Linked DNA regions of Mus musculus: all the other regions are linked to region 1. A link is a contact called in public HiChIP or PLAC-seq and promoter capture Hi-C data. All regions are on one chromosome and are shown on one strand. Each heading gives the region's core, a stretch centred on a gene start, on an enhancer-like site or on the middle of the called end of the contact. The rest is flanking DNA. Distances are from core to core; before and after follow the strand shown. Region 1 holds the start of Zfp184 (zinc finger protein 184 (Kruppel-like)). Region 2 holds the start of H1f2 (H1.2 linker histone, cluster member). Region 3 holds the start of Zfp322a (zinc finger protein 322A). Region 4 holds the start of 4930557F10Rik (RIKEN cDNA 4930557F10 gene).

What was found. Promoter capture Hi-C pulls out the DNA fragments that hold promoters and counts their contacts. HiChIP or PLAC-seq counts read pairs in DNA pulled down with a chosen protein or histone mark. Capture Hi-C pulls out chosen DNA fragments and counts their contacts.
Region 2: a contact with region 1 is called in a promoter capture Hi-C map of liver, with 4 times the contacts expected there. The contact joins the promoter of H1f2 here to the promoter of Zfp184 in region 1. A contact is called at or near these places in 3 of 39 promoter capture datasets (the SN4741 cell line, cranial neural crest and pre-B cells), 5 of 484 Hi-C or Micro-C datasets (CD4 T cells, CD8 T cells, Th1 cells and 2 more), 7 of 115 datasets of contacts at active chromatin or transcription factors (cardiomyocytes, double positive thymocytes, embryonic hindbrain and 4 more) and 2 of 9 other capture datasets (liver and macrophages).
Region 3: a contact with region 1 is called in a promoter capture Hi-C map of pre-B cells, with 7 times the contacts expected there. The contact joins the promoter of Zfp322a here to the promoter of Zfp184 in region 1. A contact is called at or near these places in 17 of 39 promoter capture datasets (the 3T3-L1 cell line, 3T3-L1-derived adipocytes, the C10 cell line and 11 more), 3 of 484 Hi-C or Micro-C datasets (B cells, CD4 T cells and olfactory sensory neurons), 8 of 115 datasets of contacts at active chromatin or transcription factors (astrocytes, differentiating embryonic stem cells, embryonic stem cells and 4 more) and 3 of 9 other capture datasets (adipose tissue, liver and macrophages).
Region 4: a contact with region 1 is called in an H3K4me3 HiChIP or PLAC-seq map of embryonic forebrain, with 6 times the contacts expected there. The contact joins the promoter of 4930557F10Rik here to the promoter of Zfp184 in region 1. A contact is called at or near these places in 9 of 39 promoter capture datasets (the C10 cell line, cranial neural crest, embryonic stem cells and 4 more), 13 of 484 Hi-C or Micro-C datasets (cortical neurons, differentiating embryonic stem cells, embryonic fibroblasts and 5 more) and 14 of 115 datasets of contacts at active chromatin or transcription factors (astrocytes, differentiating embryonic stem cells, embryonic forebrain and 6 more).

Annotation. Positions count from the first base shown.
Region 1 is chr13:21,943,359-21,946,558 of GRCm38.p6, forward strand. It overlaps Zfp184 (zinc finger protein 184 (Kruppel-like)), which reads left to right and starts at 1,736. Exons shown (of 6, transcript NM_183014.1): 1 at 1,736-1,841; 2 at 2,198-2,441. The coding sequence starts at 2,435.
Region 2 is chr13:23,737,110-23,740,309 of GRCm38.p6, forward strand. It overlaps H1f2 (H1.2 linker histone, cluster member), which reads left to right and starts at 1,698. Exons shown (of 1, transcript NM_015786.3): 1 at 1,698-2,422. The coding sequence starts at 1,740. The coding sequence ends at 2,378.
Region 3 is chr13:23,367,464-23,370,663 of GRCm38.p6, forward strand. It overlaps Zfp322a (zinc finger protein 322A), which reads right to left and starts at 1,745. Exons shown (of 5, transcript NM_001111107.2): 1 at 1,672-1,745; 2 at 657-742. All of the region lies in intron 3 of 4930586N03Rik (RIKEN cDNA 4930586N03 gene), which reads left to right.
Region 4 is chr13:23,311,819-23,315,018 of GRCm38.p6, forward strand. It overlaps 4930557F10Rik (RIKEN cDNA 4930557F10 gene), which reads right to left and starts at 1,589. Exons shown (of 2, transcript NR_126444.1): 1 at 1,171-1,589. 4930586N03Rik (RIKEN cDNA 4930586N03 gene) reads left to right here and starts at 1,707. Exons shown (of 4, transcript NR_131052.1): 1 at 1,707-2,207; 2 at 2,361-2,497.

The DNA of each region.
Region 1 (3,200 bases), core at 486-2,985:
CTTTGGACAGTCTGAAGCAGCCTCGTAATCCCACACCTGGGATTAAAACTAGAACACATTCTTATATTTCTTAAAAAAAAAAAAAAAAAAAAAAACAAAAAAACAACCAAAATTCCAAAATTGTCATTACAGTTTTCAAATATCTCCCAGTCTGGATTTTTCAGTGTAGTAAACAGACATGTGGTTGACTGTCCTAACCATGAGAATATATGAAAGATGACTGTAGCTGTTTCCCATGCACCTCACTTCCATCTGAGTCATCACTAGAATCTAATGTCTATATAGCATCCATTTTTTAAAGGCATTTGAGACTTTTTAAAAAATAATTTATTTATTATATGTAAGTACATTGTAGCTGTCTTTAGACACCAGAAAAGGGCCTCATATGTTACTACAGATGGTTGTGAGCCACCATGTGGTTGCTGGGATTTGAACTCAGGACCTCCTGAAAAGCTGTTAGTGCTCTTACCCGCTGAGCTATCTCACCATCCCCAGCATCCATCTTTTAAGAATAATTTAGTTTAAATGCTATAACTCAGTAATTCTTCTAGCTTCTACTCATAATCAAATTTCAAAGTCACTTTCATGTGTCCAGGCATTTATTTCAACAGAGCCCCATTCCCAGAACCAAAACCTGTGAGGTGCTCCTAGCCAGCAAACAGAAAAGCTAGTGTTAGAAGTCTGGTCCTAAGCATGCAGTCTTCTATAAATTCTAGTTCCAAGGGCTCCTACATCCTTTTCTGGACACCAAAGCATGTCCCTTCACATATGCCCACAAACAGACACATAAAATCAATTAAAAAAAAAAAACTAAACATGATTGCTGTTTGCATTCTCTTTTTTATCGAATGTCTTGTTGCAACCATTTCTCTAAATATCATCCCCTTTCCTTAAAGTTTTCATGTGTAGCATTATCATTTCCAGGTCTGGTGCTCTCAGCTAAGGAGGGGAGCCACTTTAGCCCTTCTGTCAAATAACTGGGGAGGAACAGAAGCCCTTAGATGAGTGGGCCACATCTTTGAAACATAAAAACCTATTTGTTGCAATCTTCTGTGTTCGTCTAGAGCACTAATGGATATGCTTTAAGTGCTAGGCAAGGAAACGTGCAGTATGTAAAATACTGTACCATCACCTTCTCCCGGCTTCTTTAGTATTTAAAAAAAAAATGAGAGTCGTTTTTCGAAGACATGAAAACGAAAAAATATTTTCAAAACGACAAATACCATATAAATGAGAATGCAGACCAACCAGGTAATAAAAGTAGGGTTGAACGATGAAATGTACGCTTGCATTTTGAAATTCTCTGTGAGGGGAGGTCAGATCCTTAGGAGGTGGAGAAGGTGGATCAGGATTTCAAGGCCAGCCACATGTATATAGCAAGTTCGAGACCAGCCTGAGGGGCATGGTACTGCCCCCAACATCTCCGCCCAAAACCCTGAGGGTGTGTGAATATTGGTTACAAACGCTATATATGGCCACCTCTGCTCACAATCCAAATCACTGGACACAAACGGTAGGCAGGTTCAACCTCCCGAGCCACCAGGAGGGACTGCAGCATTTGTGGAAACCTGGGAAAAGTAATTCAGAAACACTGCGCGTTGCATTCTGGGAATTGTGGTCCTTTGTGTTCCCCGGTGAGGCGCTCCTGTGTGTTGCGGGGAGGGGGAAACCAAGGGAAAGGGTCTACGCGACCGGAAGTGACCGCTAAGCCGACTGTGGGCGTGGAAAGGGGTGGGCGTTTGGCTCGTCCCACGGCGTAAACTCACAGCCTGAGTTTTGATGACCATCCCAGGTCATCTGGATCCAGGATCCTTGGAGTGCGTCACAAGACTGGAGTCCAGGTATCACCATGGCAACCACCAGCGCCTTGGGTGTGTGACGTCACCTTGCGGGCTCGCGTAGTGCGGCATGCGCGGGAGGAAGCCGGGGAGTCAGGGAAGGGGGCGCGCCTCCCCTCGGCGTTGCCGGGGACCGCGGGTTCCCCAAGGCTTTGTTCCTTTGTTCTGGGCCGGGCCAGCAAAATGCGGAGCAGCCCGCCTTTCTGGTGTGCCCCGCAACAGGTGTGTCTGGCCGCCTGGGAAAGTGGGAGATCGCAGACCCTGTGGAGGGCGGGTGGCCAAGACTAGGTGGGCGCCCAGAGTCTCTACTGCAGCGAGGCAGAGCTGTTCGCTCCCTATTCACTTTTTGTTTCTTGTAGCAATCCAAACTTCCCCTGTGCACGTCCGATCTTGGACAGGACCTCTTGGCTACTCTGTACGAGTCTGAGGTGCGACTGTAAGACGCGTGCTGCAGAGTGTATCCTGTGCCTGGTAGGCCAGTCTCGTAGAGCATAAGACACCTACTCTGGAAGGAGAGCGGGACATCCAAGTCCCAAACTGAAGCTGCCCAGGTATCCACGTGTCCAAGTTCTAGCGGAAGACGTAGAGCTCCTGGGATGGCAGGTAATGGCAATGGCCAGGGCAGAGAGGACTGGTGTATGGCGAACTGAGAGGTGGGAGGAAGAAGTAATGTGGCCAGGGGTAAAGAAACCTAATTACATCATCGAAAGAGGCTTGAAAGAATTAATTCTGAGTTCTGGACATCAGAATTTGAAAAGGAACAACAGTTCAGAATATCTGATCCTCTTGACATTTCTCTTTTATTACATTTCCGAATAGAAAACTTTAGTCAGAAAAAAAAAGGTGTTTTAACTTATTGCAAAGATTAGTTTTGAAATATCTTGCAGAAAGCAATTTTTTCAAGCTTGTTCTGGTGCAAGTGTGTGTGTGGACTTAAACTCACCATTTGGGTGCAAATGTTTCCTTGTTTTTTAGTTCCTTTTACTAACAGTGCCTAGTCCTGTAACCTGTGTGTAGATCTTAAAAGCACCAGATACTGTCAGTAATTTTACAATGATGCCGTTACCTGTGAATTCAGCTGTTAGAACTCCTAAGTTCCCTGTCAAGCAGCCTAAGTCTCATTTCCTATGATAGGTCCATATAAGATCGCTAGACTTCTTTGAGTAGTCTTTTCCTAGTTAGCATATTTCTTACATTGCAATGCCTAAAACTAAACAGTTCTTTAAATGTCCTTTTAAAAATACCTAAGAGTATGATCTATTACTATCTTTCCCTTATCACATTTTTGTTAATTTTTTTAAAAAGATTTTGTTTTATGTGTATAAGTGTGTGCTTGCATGTCTTTACTTTCGTTAGGTATGG
Region 2 (3,200 bases), core at 448-2,947, 1.8 Mb after region 1:
CTTTCATTGAAGCATATTGGTATGACGAAGGTGCTTGAGTTGTGTACTTTCAATAATGCCTTGCAATTCCCATTTCAAAGTCCACACAGGAAGGCAACTCTTAAAGTGGTTCTATTGCTAGCAATTAGTCCATCCCTAATCCCATTAGGCTGTTAATTCCCAGAGGACACAAGCCTAGGAGATGCTGCTTGCAAGTGCTAAACTAAGGTTATTACGTGAAACCACGCGGCCATTCTCAGTCTTATAAAATATGCTTTGTTTCACAAACATCCCTGAACTCAATTTGTATAACCTTGGGACTTTACCACGCTTTAGTGCTGACAAACTCATCACATGTTTTTATGTAGACATATACTTAAACAGAGATTTCTGATAAAATTAGGGGAACTTCCTTTGCCCCATGTATTAATTATACTAGCAGAGAGTTTATCTTGTATTTTCTCTAACAACAAAACCATGTTGTAGTTATTGAAATATGAAGCTGAAAACCTTAAGCTAACAAAGCAAAGTTGACTAGAATGCAGATTGCCATATTCCGAGGAACTGAGAAGAGATGACATACAGCTGTCCACTATAGATGACATGATAATTTGTACTTATCTTGTCTCTTATCTTATTGGTAAAATTGGTTACATTTTCTATTTCAAATATTTAGCTTGTTCAAATCTATGCCAAAGGTAACCTTTGGAAAGCCAGTAAGTTTACTGACATCTGCATCTCATAGTCTCCAAGTCTAGAAGGTCCTCCTGTACTAAGACAAACTATTTTCTAGATTAGAATTCCCGTGCACTGAAACTTATATCTGTATTGCTGCCAAATAAGCAACTAAATCCTCATCACTTTAAAAACAGATCTTTCAAAGACTCTAATTTGGCATTTGGGGGAGAGGAGGGCTCATATAGACTTTTAGGGTTCCTTTCCCTTCTTATTATCTTTATTCTTCAGAGCTAGACCCCTACCTTGCAAAACTCAGAGGGGAACCAGGAGCTTTAAAAATATAGCCCAAGGTCTCCCTTTATAGAAGTCAATGGGGTGCCCCGCCCCCACCAATGTAAAGCATTTTAAAGTCAGTGTCTTTAAATCAGATATTTAAGTCCTAACCCCCCCCACCACATTATACACCCCCAAGGCCTATGAACCCCCTCTCAATTTACCCCAAGTGTTTTATACTGGAAATCCCAGTCCTAGTCCATAGTTGTGGTGGGTCTGTAATCAGAAGTCACTAAGGACTTGTGTTACTTCCCTTGCGAAGAAACAGAATAATTGTGAAAATTTAGGCGGAAATCGTTTCATTTTTGTCCCTAAATTAAGGGAAGGATGTGCTCTATAATCCCTGAGAAAAAGAACTTTCAAGGGCAAAGGAGCGACCAGGTAATTTAGAAGAAAAACAGAAAGTGGTCTCTATCTACCCCGGACTTCCTTTGGAGTTGGGGGAATTAGGGACTCCTAGGCGCGTTGTCTTTAGGGATGAGGAAAAAATAAACATATATCCTGAAGCCTGAGACTTCTCGGATCCTTTACCGACCAAACTCGAGAGATTTGGTGCAAGATATTTTAATATTTTCTCCTTTTTGTGAAGTGTAACAAACACAAGTTGGGCGCAGCGCGGCTGCTCAGAGCTTGCCAGGCAGGCCGCTGGAGCACCAATCAGCGCGCGCCTGCGCTCTATATATACAGCGCCGGGCCCGCGCTACTCTATCGGCGTACTGCCACTAGTTCCTGACTTCCAGAGACTCATCATGTCTGAGGCTGCTCCTGCTGCCCCCGCTGCCGCGCCCCCTGCGGAGAAGGCGCCTGCCAAAAAGAAGGCCGCCAAGAAGCCCGCCGGGGTGCGCCGTAAGGCGTCCGGACCCCCGGTGTCCGAGCTCATCACCAAGGCTGTGGCCGCCTCCAAGGAGCGCAGCGGCGTGTCCCTGGCTGCGCTCAAGAAGGCGCTGGCGGCCGCGGGGTACGATGTGGAGAAGAACAACAGCCGCATCAAGCTCGGCCTGAAGAGCCTGGTGAGCAAGGGCATCCTGGTGCAAACCAAGGGCACCGGTGCCTCCGGCTCCTTCAAACTCAACAAGAAGGCGGCTTCTGGCGAGGCCAAACCCCAGGCTAAGAAGGCAGGCGCGGCCAAGGCGAAGAAGCCCGCGGGAGCAGCCAAGAAGCCTAAGAAGGCGACTGGTGCTGCCACACCCAAAAAGGCGGCCAAGAAGACCCCGAAGAAGGCGAAGAAGCCCGCGGCGGCGGCTGTGACCAAGAAAGTGGCCAAGAGCCCAAAGAAGGCGAAGGTCACCAAGCCCAAGAAGGTCAAGAGCGCGTCTAAAGCCGTAAAGCCAAAGGCTGCCAAGCCCAAGGTTGCCAAGGCCAAGAAGGTTGCAGCCAAGAAAAAGTAGGCTGCCTCCCCTAACAATCCAAAAGGCTCTTTTCAGAGCCACCACTCCCACTTAAGAGCTGTGACATTTGTGTGATTAATGAAGCAAGGTTGCAAGGGACTCGATCCCGGCAGCACTCGCTCCCCCGGTGGGATGGGTGGGGTTGCGTGTCCCACCTAGACTTGTTTGTGCTGGGCTGCTCAGGAAGTGCTATGGGCTGGAACACCCTCCCACGGCTGTCAGCAGCAGAAAGCAACCCTCGGCGCTAGTTCGTATTGGACTGCAAGGTGATTTGAAAGTTCCGCCCTGCTTGTGGGTTGGCTCACTCCGGCCCAGGACTCTAGTTCTTCGTTTGATTGGGCGCCATCCCGAAGTTTGAGCTTCCTGCCTGGAGAAACGCATCCGGGGCTTGTAGGTGGCTTCTATGCTCAGCCTCTTGTGGGGGTTAGCCTGGAAGTTTGGGAGAAGGTGGGGTGCTGGCGCCAACGAACTGCCTTCCTTAATATTAAAGACATGGGGTAGCTGCCGGAACGACTAGCCTGCACAGTTAAGTTGGACTCGGGACTGAGACGATTGCTTCTCGTACTTTCGGTTTGTTTGCCACAGCGATGGAGTTGTGGGTTGAACTGCGTCACAACCTTTTGTCAGCCATTTTTTTTTCAAGTTTTTTACCATTACCAATTACACTTGCTTTGCCTTATTTTGATCAGCATAGTTGTAGATTAACTTTGTTTTGCCTCAGCTTCCCGAAGCGCTTGCTTTATACGTGTGTGTCGTCACTGAAGATTGACCTTGTATGAATACTGAGGTTTCTTGGTAATGCTTTGTACAATCCAAAATGTT
Region 3 (3,200 bases), core at 495-2,994, 1.4 Mb after region 1:
TACCCCTCCTAGGAAGGGAGGACTTCTGGTTTTTGTTTTGTTTTGTTTTTTTCACGAGCAACACCAGACTCCATTTCATAAGCGAAGAGCAGACAAAAGTTCAAATAGACAGGCTAAGCAACAAAACTTCAGAGCTCAAGATTCTTTTCGGTTAAAGGATATATGGGATGATCAAACAGTAAGTATTTAACGTATTGTCTTAAAAACCATACTTGCTGTACAGCCTCAGACCAGGGGTTGCCTCAATTTTCATTGATTACATGGATTATGGACATTTAATCCTCCCAAGAACACTGTAAAATCAAATATTACCACCATCTTACTGATAGAAAACCTGTTGCTATGACAGTTACCTAATTACACAAGAACTCACAGGCAGTTAAGTAACAGAGCCAGGTTTAAATATCCATCCTAGAGCCTGTCTGAGCATTGGGCACACTGCCTTCTTTGTATGGTAAATCAAAAGAAGGACAATTGTTGCAAATCTGCTGTGTATGCCTGTTAGAAAAATAGGTGTACTGAAAGGTTATCAAAGGGCCACTATGTTAGTCACCAGAAAGACCCTTTTCCTTTTCCCAAGTATGTTTTACCTTCTTTCTTGTCCCATCCCTACTCCAAAATTCACATTTATATAGAAACAGATGTATGCCACTTACCTTAACAAGAACCCAACGATTTATTTTTTTCAGATCCACAAGGTCTCTAATCCAGAAGTACTCATAATATTTAATTCTTCCCTCTCCTAGAGGAAAAAAGCAGCAATGTTGAATGAGCATGACTGCAAAGCTTACATTTTTCCTTTTAACAGTAGGCCATTTAAATAATGTCCCATGCACTCTCCAATCCTGACATCATCCTTCAGCAAAATTTTGCTCATTCTAATGTTTCCGTTCCTCCTTCAAGAAGCCGTTTCTTTCTGACCTGCTCTACACAAAATAACAAGAATTCTTCTAGCTGAGAGATTTTTAAGTTCAGAACAAAGCCCTGGGCCTTGTTTTTCTTGCTGTTAAGACGGGGAGAGTCTCACGTAGCTTAGGCTAGCTTCAAAATCGCTAGGCAGCTTAAACTGGCTTTTAATTCCCTATCCTCCTACCTCTACCTCAAACGCTCAGGTGACTGATAGGCGCATTATTATTTCAACTTCTGAGATCAAGGATTCATTCCTCGTGCACTAAAACCTGTAGGAATACGATTCATGAATGCAATGTTACACAGGACCAAGGCTGCTAAAAATAAATGACTATGGAATGCTTTGAGCAAACAGATTCTGCAGATTCCGGGGAACTCAACTAATCTCCGCCCTTAAGGCTGGGGGAGGGTCCCCCCAGTGCCCATGGTTGTCTAGACATTCAGGAAGGCTCCAGACTGCATTCGAGCCTGGCTCCATTACTACCTCCAGGACAGTCTCACAGGTTTCTCCTCCCAACTTTTCGTTGACAGCGACAAGAAGGGCGCCGCGCCTGGCCCGGACCCCTCTCACGGCCAAGGACCTCGAGGACCCGCTGAACGCTTACTCCGCCGCCCAGGGCGGCACTTCCGGTGACTGGACCCTCAAGCCGGAGCTTCCGGGGCCGAGCACTCGGCGATGGCCGATTCGGTCCCACGGTCTCCTAGGGAAGGAGAGTGGGCCGAGATGCTGAGAGGTCGGCAAGCCAACCGCCGGATACCAACCTGGAGAAGCGGTCCCCGCACACCACAAGGCCAAGACAAACCGCTCTCACCAGCAAGGACAGGGAGGCGTAGCCACGCCCCGAGGCACGTAACTACCCCTCATAGGGCTGCACCGGGATTCCGGGCCAATAAGCACCGGACCTCCCGAAATGGGCGGAACCTGAGCGCGCCTGCGCCCTGGCTCTTTCGCGTCCGACAACTACCTTTTCAGCTCCTGGAATTTGGGACTGCAGCAGCTCCGGTACCCACTGAATTGAAACCGTGCCCTGCGCCCGGTACTGCGGCTCTGAACTTCTGTTTTCTTTCTCCACGGCTGTTCAAATCAAGAGTTAGGAGTAGTGTCTCAAGGATAGATGCAGCGGACTCGGTTTTAAATACCTTGAAAAGCCGGAGAAGTGGAGAATTACAAAGGCTCTTTGGTGCTGTCACTCATGCCAGCAAACTATGAGAAGCTTTGAATAGGCAGCGGCGGCGTGGCCTTATTGCTGGAGAAAGCTGCGGGGAAACCGTGTTGAAAGGATTTCTGTCCTTTCTGATTGCGATTCTAGGCTGAAGACAGATTCAGAAAAAAAAACAAAAAACAAAAAAGAACAGTCAATATTTTCCCTACTTGAAAAAAAAAATGTATGTAGGCTGGCGAGATGGCTTCTGTCGAGAGTGAGGAGCAAAGAGTGCTTCTTGCTAAATAAAACCTCGCGACCTGAATTTGATCTCTGAGACCAATGTCAAAAGCGGAAAGAGAGAACTAACCGTAAAAGTTGTCTTCTGACAGGCATACACAATAATAAGTATATAATACACACACACACACACACACACACACACACACACATATATATATACTATACACATACACACATGTATATAACAAAAACCCTCACATGGGAAGTGAGTACTAGAATTCTCTGGTCTGGAGAAGAACTTGGATTGGCTGTTAAATTCTAGAGTTAGGGTCTGAGGATGGCAATTATGTATTCTGAATTCACTAATTCCTGTTTTCAGAATTTGCAGAATTTCTGCAGCTTATTTTAAATTAAAATTTTAAGACAAAAAATCCCACCAGTGTCATTCAAATATTTAAGTTTTTTTTCTTAGACTTATTTTCTATGTATGGGTGTTTTATCAGCATATATGTGCACGTGGTGTGTGCGCGCGCACTCTAGGAGGATGTCAGATCCCCTGGAACTGGAATAATGCATGGTTTATGAGCTACCATGTGAGTGCTGGCTGGAAAATGAACCAGGGTCATCAGCAAGAGCAAGTGGTCTTAAATGCTGAGCCATCTCTCTAGCCCTAATTTTAATATTTAAATAACTTTTTATTAACTGTTTTTAGTGTAAGATGTACCAAACACAATTCGAATCACACTATAGAATGAGCTGTGTATGGCTATATTAGGAAGAAATGTACACATGTTATTGCAGGAGAGTATGTGTTTATGCCATCCCCTTCAGCTATAAGAGTGTTGAGACAATGGACTCAAAGGATTGGAATTGTGATAGGAGTCTTCTGCTGAGAACAAGGAAAGG
Region 4 (3,200 bases), core at 339-2,838, 1.4 Mb after region 1:
TCTATCTAGCCCTATAGATATACAACATGTACTTGTCAGTTGATTTTTTTTTCCCAAAAAGATTTTGCTGAAGGGACCCTGTTATAGCTGTCTCGTATGAGGCTATGCCAGTGCCTGGCAAATACAGAAGTGGATGCTCACAGTCATCTATAAGATGGAACACAGGGCCTCCAATAAAGAAGCTAGAGAAAGCACCCAAGGAGCTGAAGGGGTCTGCAACCCTATAGGTGGAACAACAATATGAACTAACCAGTACCCACAGAGCTTGTATCTCTAGCTGCATATGTAGCAGAAGATGGCCTAGTCGGCCATCAATGGGAAGAGAGGCCCCTTGGTATTGCAAACTTTATATGCCCCAGTACAAAGGAATGCCAGGGCCAAGAAGCAGGAGTAGGTGGATAGGGGAGCAGGGCGGAGGGAGGGTATAGGGAACTTTCAGGATAGCATTTGAAATGATATAAAGAAAATATCTAATAAATAAATAAATAAATAAATAAGAATGCTCATTTTGGGCTGGAGAGATGGCTCAGTTTTTAAGAGCACCAACTGCTCTTCCAGAGGCCCTGAGTTCAGTTCCCAGCAACCACATCATCTCAACCATCTGTAATGGAATCTGACGCCCTTTTCGGGTGTGTCTGAAGACAGCTACAATGTACTCATATATGTAAAATAAATACATAAATCTTTTTTTAAAAGAATTTTCATTTTTCTTGCCTTTCTTTACTTCTATTTTCAAGATTTCTTGAAGCTGGAAAATTTTATGAACCACGCGTTGTTCTAACTAGAAAGTTTCTCTGAGCAGAAAGAAAATTCTGTAAGAGAGTAACAAATATCTCGTTGCAATGATTCCTGACCAGTTTGTGGAACCCAGAGATACTGGTCACAGCACAGTCTACTGGCTCAGTAGTCATAGAGACAAGACGCTCTCTAGCCACGACGGAGTTCGCCTGTTGCACAGTTCTCCTCGTTGCCTCTAAGTGACAATTTGATAACCTTTCCTATTTTTACTGAATTTCGGAATCCTCCCGCCAAAAACATTTGGGTAACACAGTGGGGTTGTCCAACGCTCATTCCGTCCTCCTTTAATGAAGTAGCGAAGGAATAAAAAACTTGAGATTCTGAAATGAGTATTTTCAGGTCACCCAAGAAATACTTACGTCTGGCACTTACGGTCTGAGCATCTCCAGAGCCTCGGCGACAAAAGGGACAAACCCAAGGCGATTCGCACGGAGTCGGACGGAGCCAGCGCTGACCACTGCAGGACCCGATGCCTGGATTTCCCTTCTACCAGGATAGAATGAGCCAGCTTGAAGTCTCCTCATCCTGACGTCTAAGGCAGCCCCTCGTCGCTGAGACAAGGAACTTTGGTGACAACCAAATCTGTGACTCCGAAGTCGCCCTCAACTTCCGAGTCTGTAACTGAGACCAACGCAGAGCATCTGCCTCCACCTCCCAGTCGTTTGTTCTTTGGTGAAAAGACGCTGTTCTGCCGTTCTTTGATGAAAAGACACCGTTGGTCCTGTTCTCCAGGGACCCTCTGAGCTCCAGTCCCCTAACGGGTGGTCTTGCTGTGGTGACAACCACCAAGTAGACCGAACAAAGGAGGATTCGAAAAAGGCGCGACGCGTGAAACGTCACGCACAGCTCCTAGAAACGTCACAAGCCACCGCACCACACTAAACTCAAAACTGCTTTTACAGCCAAGCTGTCTCCGACAGCCGGTCCACAAGCTCTGCCGGGTCATTTCACACTGTCAGGGATATTGATTCAGTAACCGTCCAAGGTTAGAAAACCCGTGAGCGCGCAGCTGAAGAGGACCTTACAAAACCTTCTCTGAAGTTAACCTCGGAAATCCTCGTCCTATATGCCCCATGAATTGCGTCTCCGACTGGATTATCCAAACTAGTGAGCCTCTGCCGAGTGTGCACAGCGGACTTGGGCACAGCGAGCTTGATTATATTTCAGCAGGGTAGTTAACTCTTTGGGTGATATGGGGAAATGGAAATCTCATTCACTGACCTAGAATGAGAGGGAAGAGATGAGTGCCGGCATCCTGCTCTTTATGTCCTTCCGGAACTCTCCAATCTGTGTCGTGGAGTATTCACCACAGAAGACTTCTTGGATATGAATTTCAGCCAAGTCTTCATTAGCCGGCAGTGACCACGCTGAATTTCAGGATCCAAATGTAGCACCGAACCTTTCACATGGTGAGCCTTTAAGCACAAAAACCATGCCATGGGTTGACGTACTTCAGTTAACACAAACAGCCAGAAGCAGAACTACAAAAGCCAAGGGCAAAGTTTTAGAGCCTTTTCCAGAAGTATGGACTTTGATTGACTAGGTCTTTGTTTTTGTTTTAGCAGGCAGTGCTGTCTACATGTTGAGTTTTTGTCCTGAATGGTACTTCCACCATGGAGTCTGTTGTGCTAAGGACTGGGGGCCTACTAAGGTCTGGACTCCTGTTATAGCCCTAGACTTCCATGGGCATTGTCCTCTGGTAAGTATCTTCAAGTAGGGTATATTTGCTGGTTAAAAAAGCAAATAAAAGTCATACATACATACATACATACATACATACATACATACATATCTTTTATATTAAAATATAAATAAAAGCTGGGTGGAGGTGGTACATGCTGTTAATCCCAGCACTTGGTAGGAAGAAGCAAGCAAATTTCTGTGAGTTTGAGGTCAGCCTGGTCTACAGAGGGGACTTCAGGACAGCCAGGGCTATAAAAAGAAACCCTGTCTCAAAAAAAAAAAATTAAAATAAACAGTTTATATATACACATGTGTACATGTCTGCTCCTGTGTAAAGACCAGGGAACAACATGTCCTTCTTAAGCCACCATTGGGTGTTTTGATTTTTGTTTGGGGACAGTATTCCTTTGGCCTGTAACATGCTGACTAGGCTAGACTAGTCCAAGGAACCCCAGGCACCGTCCTGGCTCTGCCTGTCTACAGTCAGGACTACAAACACAGCCCACCACACCAGCTCTTCTTTTTTCCTTCTGTTTAAATTTTAAAGATCAAACTTGGATCTAAAGAATGGCTTGCATTTTCCTAAGTGAGAGTTTATCTGATGAGCAGAGTTACAAGTCTGGCTCTCTTACCCACCCTCTTCCCAGATGATTTCCTGCTCGTCTTCCTTCTGAATACCTGACCCACACTCAGGCAATCTGAAAGAATACTTTTCCTAA